Regions from separate parts of the Mus musculus genome. Here region 2 is linked to region 1. Evidence: chromatin contacts called from public HiChIP or PLAC-seq data. All regions are on one chromosome and are shown on one strand. Each heading gives the region's core, a stretch centred on a gene start, on an enhancer-like site or on the middle of the called end of the contact. The rest is flanking DNA. Distances are from core to core; before and after follow the strand shown. Region 1 overlaps Nrg1 (neuregulin 1). Region 2 has its middle 190 kb from the start of Nrg1.

The links. HiChIP or PLAC-seq counts read pairs in DNA pulled down with a chosen protein or histone mark.
Region 2: an H3K27ac HiChIP or PLAC-seq map of embryonic fibroblasts shows a contact between it and region 1, with 13 read pairs. The contact joins two enhancer-like sites. A contact is called at or near these places in 1 of 15 datasets of contacts at CTCF or cohesin (the NIH/3T3 cell line), 3 of 484 Hi-C or Micro-C datasets (embryonic fibroblasts, embryonic stem cells and nephron progenitors), 2 of 115 datasets of contacts at active chromatin or transcription factors (embryonic fibroblasts and embryonic stem cells) and 1 of 9 other capture datasets (adipose tissue).

What each region holds. Positions count from the first base shown.
Region 1 is chr8:31,838,866-31,845,041 of GRCm38.p6, forward strand. All of the region lies in intron 2 of Nrg1 (neuregulin 1), which reads right to left. Among named protein-coding and RNA genes, the nearest start is that of Nrg1, 77 kb to the right of the region's middle. Within about 2 kb of position 3,971, at least 32 of the 459 cell types and tissues checked have an H3K27ac peak or open chromatin away from gene starts, as enhancers often do. A contact at or near this core is called in the NIH/3T3 cell line and embryonic fibroblasts, where this site is marked.
Region 2 is chr8:31,724,617-31,730,816 of GRCm38.p6, forward strand. No RefSeq gene overlaps it. Among named protein-coding and RNA genes, the nearest start is that of Nrg1, 190 kb to the right of the region's middle. Within about 2 kb of position 3,280, at least 19 of the 459 cell types and tissues checked have an H3K27ac peak or open chromatin away from gene starts, as enhancers often do. A contact at or near this core is called in the NIH/3T3 cell line and embryonic fibroblasts, where this site is marked.

The sequences.
Region 1 (6,176 bases), core at 2,721-5,220:
AGGACATGACCATCTCTATTTCTTTTATCCCCCCACTAACACATTACAAATTCAGCCTTATTTTTAATATTGCTGAAGGAAACAGAGTAGAATTTCATTGGTGGAATTTCACTCATCCAACTACCTCTATTAAAAGAAAATTATATTTTTGGAATTAAAAGTTATTCTTGTACAGAAGTAGACAGTGACATGGACTTTTTACATTTATGGTTGACTATTTGAACTTATGTAAAAAGTTATATTTTATTTGTTCTTATCAATTTACTTGTAACTATGCAAGACTCTTGGTATAATTTTGTTCTTACAGTGGGGTCATGCTTAGACATAAAAGTCCTAAACTATTCATGCTGCTTTTTAATCTAGTATCTAAAACATTTTAGATTGGGGTTGATTTACCTAATACCATGTTCTAATAACTAGGTCCTGAAGAGTTTTACAAAGTAAATATACTTAGAGGTAAAAATTCATAATTGAATGTTCAACACCTATAGCCACATAGTTCATCACAGCTGGTATAAACTCACCCATCTAACATAATTTGCTCTACCAATATTTTATGACCTAGGGATATTTATATATGTCTTTTGTCTCTAGAGTAAATAGGACAGAACACTATCATTTTGGCATTAACTATATGAATAAATCTACTAGTTATACTACCTTAAAAGTGATTTCTTTAACTTTCTGGCCAAACTCAACAGGAAAAAAAAAAGGTATCAAGTAATGTGATACGTAAAATTCTTTTATTGCATAAAGGAATAAAAGTCCTAGCGGTTCCAGAACTCTTATCATGAGAATATTTGTACTGTATAGTTGTGATCGTTAAAAATAACATCAACAGGGCTGGAGAGATGGGTCAGCTATTAAGAGTGCACAGTGCTCTTGCACAGGACCCAATTTCAGTTCCTGGCAGCCACATCAGGAGGCTTAAGTGGCTGCAGTCCCAGCTCCAGAGAATCGGATGCCCTCTTCCAACCTCTACAGGCAACTGCAGTCATGGGCACATTTACCCTATCATACTTATACATAGTTATAAAAATAAATCTTTAAAAAAAGAACATATATACATTATATATACATTGATATATATAAAATAAATGTACCAAGATGGTTCAACTGATGTTTCTAAAGTCCTTGGACACTATGATTACTTTTGCTGATAATCCTTGGTTGGAGGAATTAGAGAAAGATCTACCTAGAACAATATACAAGAACTGACCTATAATAAGGTAAGGGTATTTCTATAAAGTCGTCATCCTACATGCTTCAATAAGAATGCCTAGATAGATATTTGAAAACAACAACAAAACTTCATGTAGCTTAGCTTACCAAATCCCTTCTGAAGAGAACATACTTTTATTTGTTCGTGAAATCGGGACCATAATCCCACAAGACATTTCTATGCTTCATTCCAGAATTACATATCCATTCACAGTGATCATCTCATTCTGTTTGCTTTGATAAAAATTAAAATTTCATATTGAGCACATCATAATTTATTTGTTTTCTATAATTAATATGGCACTATATGAATTCTCTTGTGTGTGTGTGAGAGAGAGACAGAGATAGAGAGAAGAAGAAACAGAGAGACAGAGAGACAGGCAGATCAGGGGATAGAGGGGAGAGCTGAGGTAAGACTTGCTCATATTGTTTATATTTAAAGGTTATGGCATGAATAAATAGCTAAGGAGTCAAGAGTTACTTGAGAGAAGGAAGGTATTTATTAGGAAATTATGATTTCGGCATTTTAAATGCCAGAGCTGTGATTAAAGGGCATATGCCAACTATAAAAATGGGGTTAAAAACACTCTCCTATCCATCATCTAATCACTATGAACCTCGTGAGTATCATCAGAGATTATCACTGTGGGATGTTGTGTTATCTGCTATGTAATCATACAAAATATTTGGATCCAATAACACTATAACATAATGATCTTTGTTCTAGTTACAGCTACTGTTAATGGGATGAAAATTCAGCTTTTCTTTCTTTGTACATCCCTCTCCCATTGGCTGCCTCCACCTCCTTCCTCTGCAAGGGACTCCTTCCCTGGTTCTTTCCTTGTGCCTTGTCCCATGCCTGGTCCAGACCTCTTTAACTGTGCTGTGTGTGGTGGGTGTGAATTGTAGTCATATAGTACCATTCTGTATCTCTCCTGCCTAACCCAGAGCCTGGATGATGTCTAATTCTATGTGCAATGTCTGATACTGAACTGAGTACCTAAAACTCCCACAAGTAAACGGACTTGTCAAAACAAGTTAATCTTAACATCTACTTTTTACCTTTAGAGTTTAAAATAAAATTCCCTGTGTGGATTTCAAAAAATAAATAAATAAATAAAAATCTAATAACAAGTACCAGTACCTGGGGATTTCCTCCGCCAAGTAGAAACCTTTAGCACTGTTTGTCATGGAAAAGAGAAAGGACTATGATCATTTATGAGAAAGCCGATGACCTAACAGCTAAATTTTGTTATTTAAACACCAGATTACCTAGGATCCAATAAAACAGAACTGTGTTCTAATCAAGACTTTTGTCTTACAGTAGTAACAAAAATACTAAAATTTCTCAAAGGTACACTAGCCTTAAAAATGACACTTATTATAACACTATGCGTTCTTAATTTTACATAGTGCCTTAGGAGATCATTTCATTTTTAAGTCTATGTTAAGATAAATTCTAAGGAATGCCCAGAGTTGCTTTAGCTTAGAGTCCAGTTATGATTAATGTAGCCTTGTCCTTCCATGTGAGGTCCAGAGCTTTACTGTGGTTATAAGGTGCATGAATGTTAGCAGTTAGTAATCCCTAACAATTTTCTATAATCTTTCCAACCAGGAGAAATAGCAATTATAAATCACTCATTAAATTAATAAACATAGTTGAATCCTTATGAAAAGCAGTTGAATAGTGATAATACTCCACAAATGATCCAGCACATTTACTAAGGATTCATTCATAGATGCATGTGTTTTGAGAATCAGTTTATGAACACTCTAGACATACTCAAAGATATTTACAAATTCCCAAGAAAGATCTGGTTCTATAGGGTTCTGGCCAATTTTATAAACTATTTATCAGTTACAGTCAACTTGTAAGCCATCTTTAGACATCTTCCTTCCTTTGTTTCCTGGTTTCATCTTTGTCCCTGGAGAACAGTGGAGGGAAGAAACCTGATGGCCAGTATTCTACTCATTAGTCATCACTCCGCAATGAAACATTTGGCCAGTTTTTAAAATACCCTGTCAGGAAGAATAACATGTCTTCTTCTTTAGTACTAACTGTGGCATCTCCTTTTACACTGTAAAACATGTGAACTTATCTATCTACTTGGTGTTGATATTTACAAACATAAAGTTATGAAAATGTCAACAAACCCATTCTGGGAAATAGTGACTTGTTCTGCTTGCTGTCAAAGCCTCCTGCTGTTTCTCTGGATTGCCCATGGATGCCGCACTCAGACTTCTGGGTTGCTTTGCTGTAGTATCACATTGCAAACACAGACATTGTTCACCCTGTAGCTGGCTTGGTATTCCAGCCAGAGCTCGCCTACTCACTGGCTGAGTATCTGCATTGTAGATTATTTTTCTTTTCCCAAATGTATTGTTACTATTAGTCTGCATTTTTCGAAGATGAATCTTATTCTGTTATCAGCCTTTAAGTGAAAATACTTGAGGCTTATATGTGTTTTTCTAATTTGTGTTTTAGTGTCCTTTACAGTGTCATCTGCAAAAGCCATTTGTTTCCTCAAGAGGATGCCCTTCTTAACATCATTAAAGAAAAATACTAAATAGAAAACATTCCAATAATGTTTCTTTCAGATTTAGCCTATACCTCCCATTACTGCTCAGCTGGCATATGCCTCCCCCTTCTTTTATTATGACCCTGGGACTAACTTCTAGTCCATGAGATAACAGAATACATATAGCGGCCTCATAGGTCTCATGAGTCAATACTGAGGTAAAGTACAAATCACACACTGGCTCTCACACGTGCTTCCTCACTAACAGTGAGTGTGGCATGTTTAGGAACACATCTCTCCTTGCCAGAGCCTTAGGCCTTACCAAACACTAAGCTTGTACTGTTTCCAGTGAAATGCTTACTCCGAGACTATAACACTCACCAGCGTTTATACAACTCGAGGCATCCTTAAGTCAAGGCAAAGGACCTCGCCATGTTACAGTGACACATGACATACTGGCTGCTCATCTGTGGTCTGTCAGTCTTCCCTTCGAAGGCTCTGAGGCACTATCTCATTCTTTCTGTGCTAACAGACCTGTTTGATGATGAGACATCTAAATGGGTTTCTTCTAAATTATTAAGTCGAAATATTTTGAAACTGCATTTTTATTTAACATAGACAGTCTGAAGGTGGTAGCTTCATACTTTCTGTCCCTCTACAAAACCTTCGTCTTTTATTCCTTAAGGACCTAGACATAATCTTAGGTCCTAATGTCTTCATAGTACTTGGTGCATCAATAATTGATTATTAAATCGATGGCTTGAAACATGGGTATTATGTTCACTGGCCCTTGTCTCCTGAAGGAAGAGGTCAGTGTGGTTTTGTTCATCCCTGGATGCTCAGCATGAACTCAGGCCTGCCTCGTGGGAACCTAATCAACACACATTGTTGCTAGCTGATGCAAGAGACGTGTATGTAGAGAGAGTTTAGCCAATGTTCTAATTCTAGACAGAACTGCACTTACATTGGTCCCTACAGGACTTTTTTTCAGACTATACTAGGAAGTCAAAATCTAAATACATTCACAAATACTAAGAGTGCTAGGATTCTCTGCACAGAAGAAAAAACTGAAGACGTGGGCGTCTGAAGAACTCAGTGTCTATATTCTTAAGAGTCCCATCAATTTCTCTCACAACTTCTGTTTCTGATAAATATGATGGCACCCAAGAACAGAGAAGTTCCCTATAAGAGAACACTCTCCTGCAAGTGGAATCAGCATGGCATTTACAATGTTCTAAAACTCCAATGGATTCTCATCATGCCTGTTTATGTCAAGTCATCTACTGATAAATAGTGTAGATATCACCACTGCTACCATCCTGACAGTATTTTGTGAAACTTTAGCCTTAAGCTAGTATGGCTGACTCTTTCTTTGTATCTTACTTAGCCCCTGGGTTTCCCTATCATGTGTAGCTAAGCATATTCTTGTGTTCATGGTTTTATCTTCCTGGTTCTCAAAGTTACTCTGGCTCCTTCTTAGCTTTCACACTACCCAAAGATTCCTGCTCAGCTTATAGAACATGTACCTAGATGCACTACTGAACAGAGGTTTTTGTTTTCTTTTGTTTCTATTTTTGTGTTGTTGTTGTTGTTGTTGTTGGTTTTTTGTTTGTTTGTTTTTTATGTTTGTTTCACTTCGTGCAGTGGAGGTGCTATTCTGGGGAGGCACATCACCATCTTCATCCTCATATCCAGATCCTAACTTTTAGTGTTTGTGTGTGTATTTATAAGAAGGCATAAGGATGGGTATACGCTACAAAACTAGGTAGAAGATCATGGGATCAAGAGGAGTAAGAAAGGGCAGGGGTCAGGGTAAGGGTAGATGTGTTATGAAAGAAGAAAGGTGCTACTCGGGTAGAAGACAGAATATGGGGAAGGAGGAGAGAGAAGGGACAGGAAGGAGAAGTGACAAAGGTAAATTGTTTAAAAATGCTATACTGAAACATTTTTTGGTATGTCAACAATAAAGGAAAGGGAAGAAGAGAAAAGATTTTTTTCCTGCCTGTTCAAAGGTAACCTAGTATACTGGAAGAACTCTGTACACAAGAGCTACATGCGTAAATGCTTCTCTACTTCTAGTCCTGTCTTTCCCTTTAAATTCTAATTGCCTTAGAAGTCAGCACTGTGCTATTTGGAACATATTTGCTCCCTTGCAGAGCTTAGTTGCTTAGCAATTTCATGTCTTCACACATGCTAAGCTTATATCTGCCTTGTGTTATTATCAATGTTTTAAAAGGACCTATCATAGAGTTCTACAGGCAATTATTAACATTTCATTTACCAAATTTAAGTTACAGTAACATATTACTGTGACTTGATATCCAAGAGTTTTATTTGTATAATGATGAATCTCTTAACAATATATAATAGAGCATGACCTACACAAATATGTAGACACTAATTATATAAAATCACTGGAAGTCCAGGATGAAGGAA
Region 2 (6,200 bases), core at 2,030-4,529, 110 kb before region 1:
CTTTGAACACACAGAAGTCAAGAAATGCGCAATTAACTTTCCCATAGTATCCATAACTCACTCATGAACCACAACAATGCATAAATTTTTCTGGCAACACAACATAAAAAAAAAAAAACCACAAAGCACATCAGAATCAGACAAGTTAGGACTATGGCTAAAGTCATAAATTTGAATTTCCCAGACTTAATGCAATTTTGCAGTAGTTCATGAGACTGCATTAGCATAGCGTTCACACTAGAACCTGCAGCATGATTCAGAGGCTCTTGTGCTTAAAGACTGAGGTAGTTTTTTCTCGGCAGGGACCTCTTTTCAAATATTCACGAGGATTTCAAGAGAAGAACCCTCCTAAGAAATATTGGTCCCGGGGGATATGCAGCTAAATCTACCCAGCATGGAAGGATTTAGCTACATTTATTTTTTTAGCAAGCTCTGGAAGCAGTTATACTTTTCTTCCAAGTGTTCCATCTCTGAGAGGCTAAACCCCTGCCTTACCAAAACTTCCATGTGGGTCCTGAGAGGGCTACAGGCTATAGTAGCCCTGTCTCTTTGAAAGCAATGGGAACGATGAAGTATATTAAGACCAAATAAATCAGCTCTCCAAGTTGATAATGGGTGGGTTTACAGTAGATGCTAGCCCAATTTGTCTGCAGGATGTAGAGTCTGTGTGATAACTGATCCCTGGATCCTTATGCTTCTGGCAAAGACTCACAATATTGGGGTGGGGGCTGGTGAGGCTCAAAGCAGGAAGCAAGTGTTCGCTGCACTCCTGGCTCTCCTTTCACCTGGCCTGTGTGCCCTGTTTTAGAGGCAAAGCAAAGTGATAAGGGCACTATCGTCACAGAGGGCGGAGACCACAGGACCCCCTGACCCTGTCTACTGTGTGAGCAAATACTCTTTGATCCCGGGGTCTAACCTTGACAGTTTTCATGCCCAGATCACATTCCTAGAGTAGGCCTTCCTCTGAAGGCTCCCCATTCTTTATCTTGAACACTCTCCTTGTCTTAGAAGGCACAGACTTCCACACAAGGAGTTTGTTTATCTACAGGAAAGGGGCTTTATCATAGACTATAGCAACCAAGACAGTCAGCAATATTCATATGTATGACTTTTTTCTCCCCTTTTAAGTTTATTATTTTTATATGGGTTGTTATAGTTTAAATAATATTTTTTAAATGCTGCACACATCCCTGACTCTTAAGAGAGGCAATAAATATCAATTTCATCTCCATAATGTGCAACAGGATCCTTCCAACCCTTTTTCTCTTCCCCTGCCTGTACAAAGCAGAGACAGAAAGCTCAGTCACCTCGCTATATAAGCTACCCCTTAGAAGATGCCTAGATCCAACCCAAATGTGCACTTTCCACTAGAATTTCTATAACCAGAGGACAAAATACAATCAAGATGCGCTTTCAATTTTCAGGTTTCTGAAACAGGGTCTTGCTTTGCAGCCCATACTAGCCCCAAACTCATGAACCTCCTGCCTCCAACTCTGGAGTGCTGGGATTACAGGCATGCACCCATGCCTATCCCCAAACATCAGTCCCTCTATCTCATCCAACACTCAAGCCCTGTGTGGCCAGACTCTTCTGTGCATTTCACATCTGTTCTTCCTTTCCCATGTCCACTATCATTGCAAGAGACTAGCCACAAACAAGCCACACTTGGACTTTACTAAAACTTTTCTATATATTTTTATGCTATTCTATTTATTTATTTTTTTATGGTATGAGTCATAGAATCTAGAAGTAGCTCTTTATTTTCCCTTCAGCTTCTGGTACCTATACATACCTTCTCAGAGCTCCTTATTGACTTTCATTCCTCCCAATGGAGGGAGAATGCTCAAAGCAAAACTGCTTCATCATTGGACTGAAGTCGGGGACCCCTAAGGTTGAATTAGGGGGAAGATTGAAGGAGCTTAAAAGGAGAATGACCCCATAGGAAGACCAGCAATCTCAACTAACCCAGACTCCAGAGAGCTTCCAGAGACGGAGTGACCAACCAGGAGCAAACATTGGCTGGTCCAAGGCCCCTGGCCCATATGTAGCAGAGGTCTGCCTGGTCTGGCCTTAGTTGGAGATCTGTTTACTTGAGACCCCAGGGAAGGCCTGGTGGGGAAGGGAGCACTCTCTAGGAGGCAAGGGGGAGGAGGATTGGGATGAGAACCTACGGGAGGGGGACTGAAGGGGAAAACAACTGGAATGTAAATAAATAAAATAATCTAAATAAAAATACTTTTTTAAAATAACAAAGCAAGGGTGCCCTTGTGTTTAGGTGTCTCTTCCGTGCCCTTGTGTTCCTTAAACCTCCTGCTTGCCCCACTAAAACCTTCCTTTGTTTCACCTTACAACCCATCTCTGCACCATTTATTTTAAATTAGTCTGCCACTTGGCTTCTGACAACTCCTGTGTTGTCTCTTGGCACAACAGTCATCTTGCTTGAAAGATAGGTCTCCCCTCTTCCACTCAGGCCATCATGTTTGTCTCAAGGACGGTTCTCTAAAGCATTTGACCTGCAGGCCGTTCCATCAGTTCAAATCTCTATGCCATTCCATCCTAGTCCAGCTGTCTTTGTGCCTCTTTAGTGTTTCTTTTCATTCTTTTATGCACATTTTTATCCATGTGAGGTGAGTATCTCTCAAGGGCTCTCACATTGGCCAAAAAATCTTTTCTGGCCAAATACAATAAGTAATTCAATTTTAGGGCTTTGAGAGCATTGGTATTCTGAGTACTGTACTGACCTGGTTCCCCTAGAGATTTACACAGACAAGTGTTACTTGGCTTCTTTCAGTTAAGAAGGCATGCAGCAGAGAGAAATGGATTCCTGGAAATTAACACACACCATAAATACTGCCTATTTGCTTCATTAAACTAGAAACTTTCTGTACCAACTCTGTATTGCCCTTTCCTATTTCCTCCTCATATTTCAAACACTCACATCAATTAACTGACTGAAAGGTGATCTTTGACCCTTGTGCCTAATATGCATTTTCCTTCAATTAATTTACAATGATATCTGCTGTCTCATGAAAACCACAGCTCTGATCACACGTGGTTTTCCTATATGAATGACAAGCTGACCAACCTAGAAGTCCCAGCATTCCTTTTTTAAAACTGCCCCCACCCCCACCCCCCCACCCCCCGCCAATAATCTCATCTTTGTATGAATGACTAATGGTTTGCCAGTGCCTACTGAAAATTGGGAACAAAGCTGATTCCGAACTCACCAGGTAGACTTGACAGTACACAGGGGTGGGGTGGGGCTCTATCCTTTCTTGTGATAAACACATTCCATCCCAACTTAGCCTGTGTTTTCCCACGTATGAATCATACTGAGTTGTCGACTAGAATTCCAGTCTTTTTCACAATTATTGCTATTAAAAACACATTTTTCTCATCCTGAACTTCCACAGTACAAGTCTTTTAAAAGAATTGCAATCCGTCTTGGTAGGTTTGCTCTCGTCTTCCAACAACAAGGAACACCTTCTGTTCTGATTCCAATTCATTAACCTCATGGTACAGGCTATTAGCTCAGAAACTCAACTACAGTTAAAACCAATTTGTCAACAGATGCTCAATGGAGGAAACTTTCAAACAGCCTGAGGCAACCCAGATGTAGAACCGGCCCAAGTCAGTTGTATTTATCACTTAAGAAATTCCATTTCAAGGCAGTAGAATACAGGTGACAGGAAGCAAAAATGAGCAGAGCATTTTGGGGGGCCAGGAGAGAAACCGCCAGAGTACGGACAGGGAAGGAAATGAAATCAAATGAAATATTATGACATAGCCACACTGAAATGTCATGGTGAAGCCCATTAGTTTTATTATGTTAACTTAAAAATCAATTTAATTATTTTAAAAACAAGAAATTCTCCCAAAGACATAAATAAATAGGTATTCCAGCTTGCTCATTCTGGTAAGTGGATTGAGAATTGGAGGCCATTCTGTGTTACATAGTAAGACACTCTCTCAAATAACCAAGGGCAAGCGATATGGCTAAGGGTTAAAGCTCTTCCTAGCATATAACCTGGGGACTGATGCCCAGCGTTGCAAAAGGAGGCCAAACAGAAAAACCATTTTAAGAATTTACTAAGAAACCCACCACAAACTTATCGAATAATAGGTTTCAGAAATGATCTTTCCACTACTTTTGAAAACATCATAAAAATATGTGTTCATCTCTCAGTCTCCTCATGCATTCCTAATGTTCTCTATAAAGACCCAGAAATGAAGTCATTTGTTTACAGAAAAAAAAAATCCCATCCAGAATCCCTGGTGTGGGGGGTGGGGGTGGGTAAGGTTTCCATGAAACCTCAGTGGATATTTCTTTGTAGCATTCTTTGATCCTATACTGAAAATTAAAATGTAATTAAAAATTAACAATTAAAATGAAATTATTTCAATAAATCCTGACTGTTCAGGACTTGAAGATGGAATGTATCTAGACCTAAACTCACATTTCAGAGTTTGGACATCTTGGGAATACTTCACCCATCTTGAGCTTCTGTCTGTTCTCTGCTGTGTTTGCTCCATTAGTCTCAGTTTCAGGACAGTTGCTATAGTTACCAGGAGGGGTGGGCAATGCAGGCTCCTCTCTGACCCCAATATGCACAACTGTGACTTCTAAGCCTTTCTCTGTCCTATACTCATGACTTCCTGGTGACTATTTTGTCTGCATTCTTCTGATTCTGTTCATGGCACACACACCACCCCCCATGTCCCTCACCTTTGCTCCTAACCACGAGCCCTTCCTCTTGCCTTTGACTTCATACAATAAATGTCTGACTTCAGATGCTTTCTCAATGTCAAGTGCACTATAGGGTGCTATTTAGGTGATATGAACTACTATATTAAAGTAAATTTTACAAAAAAAAAAAACAAAGCAAAACAAACAAACAAACAAATAATCAAACAAACACCCTGCTTCTCTTACTACCATTTTACACAGTCTTTTGTAAAATTGGGACACGATTTTTTTTCTCCATATATTCAGTTTAAGTTGAGCATCCATTATCCAAGATTACTGGAAATAGGAATCCTCTTTTTTGATTTTGAATATATATATATATATATATATATATATATATATATATATATATATATATAAAGGCCATGCCCCTAAACATCCCCAGGCTATTGCAAGGCTCTTGGTCACCTTACAAAACATGACGGTTACTAAAGACACCATAGAGTTAGATCACAGATACTTGGGGACAATGAAGCTGCCACTGACTTGGAGGCTCTAACTTGACTGGCTAACTTCCCTAGTTCTTGGGCGTGCTTCATACACAACCTGAGGAGAGAGTAATCATCAGCTTTAGTCAGCTGTGAAGTCTGTGTGCTACAATCAAGACTGGCTGGTAAGGCATGCTACCCAGTGCAATGGTGGCATAAATGTTATGGGAGTAACCAACCACTTTCTGACTAGAAATAAGGCCTGCTCCATACCTGGTATATTAGCAAGCCAAGAACCTATGACTACACAGATCAGACAGATGGGACCTTGTGCCATTATTCTGCTAAATGAACATAGTATTAAGCCAAGTTCCAAGGACATATTGTTATACTCATAGATTAATATATCTCTTATTGCTTGCCAGAGAAGCTTCCATTTGCAATATATGGCAATAATACAAAGGTTCATAGAAAAGGCTGAAGGATGCTCTTCCTTAAATAGGGCATATACCATACACTTTCCTTCATAGGCTTGGAAGATAATTGTAGAAGAATGGACAGAAAGAATGTAGGAGCCAGAGGTTGTAAATGACTATGAGGTAACATTATCTTCACCATATAGTGGGGCCTCTGCACCTATGAACTCACAGCAAGCACAAGACTTGTGCAAGCTAAACCCAACCAAATTCCAGCACGAAGAGGGAAGGGAAGAGCCCTACTCCTAGTGAGAAAGTATTGGCGATTGTCTGCTGCTAGGATAACGGAGGGTTAGTTTCTTCTAAGAGTGTAATCCCTGCAATCCCTGCAACTTAACCAAACTCCAGTGGGAGGACACACACCCAAGAATATCTGGATAGCCAAATTAACCTTTATCCGGGGGAACCCGCAAAGTTGAGTGGGTAGGGAAGGAGGCATAGATCTAGGAAGACTTAGTGGAGCACCGATGAAAAAATGTTTGAAATTCTCAAGAATTCATAAAAATAAATTTTATAAAACCAAATCTGGTAATGGAATCCCAAGTAAAC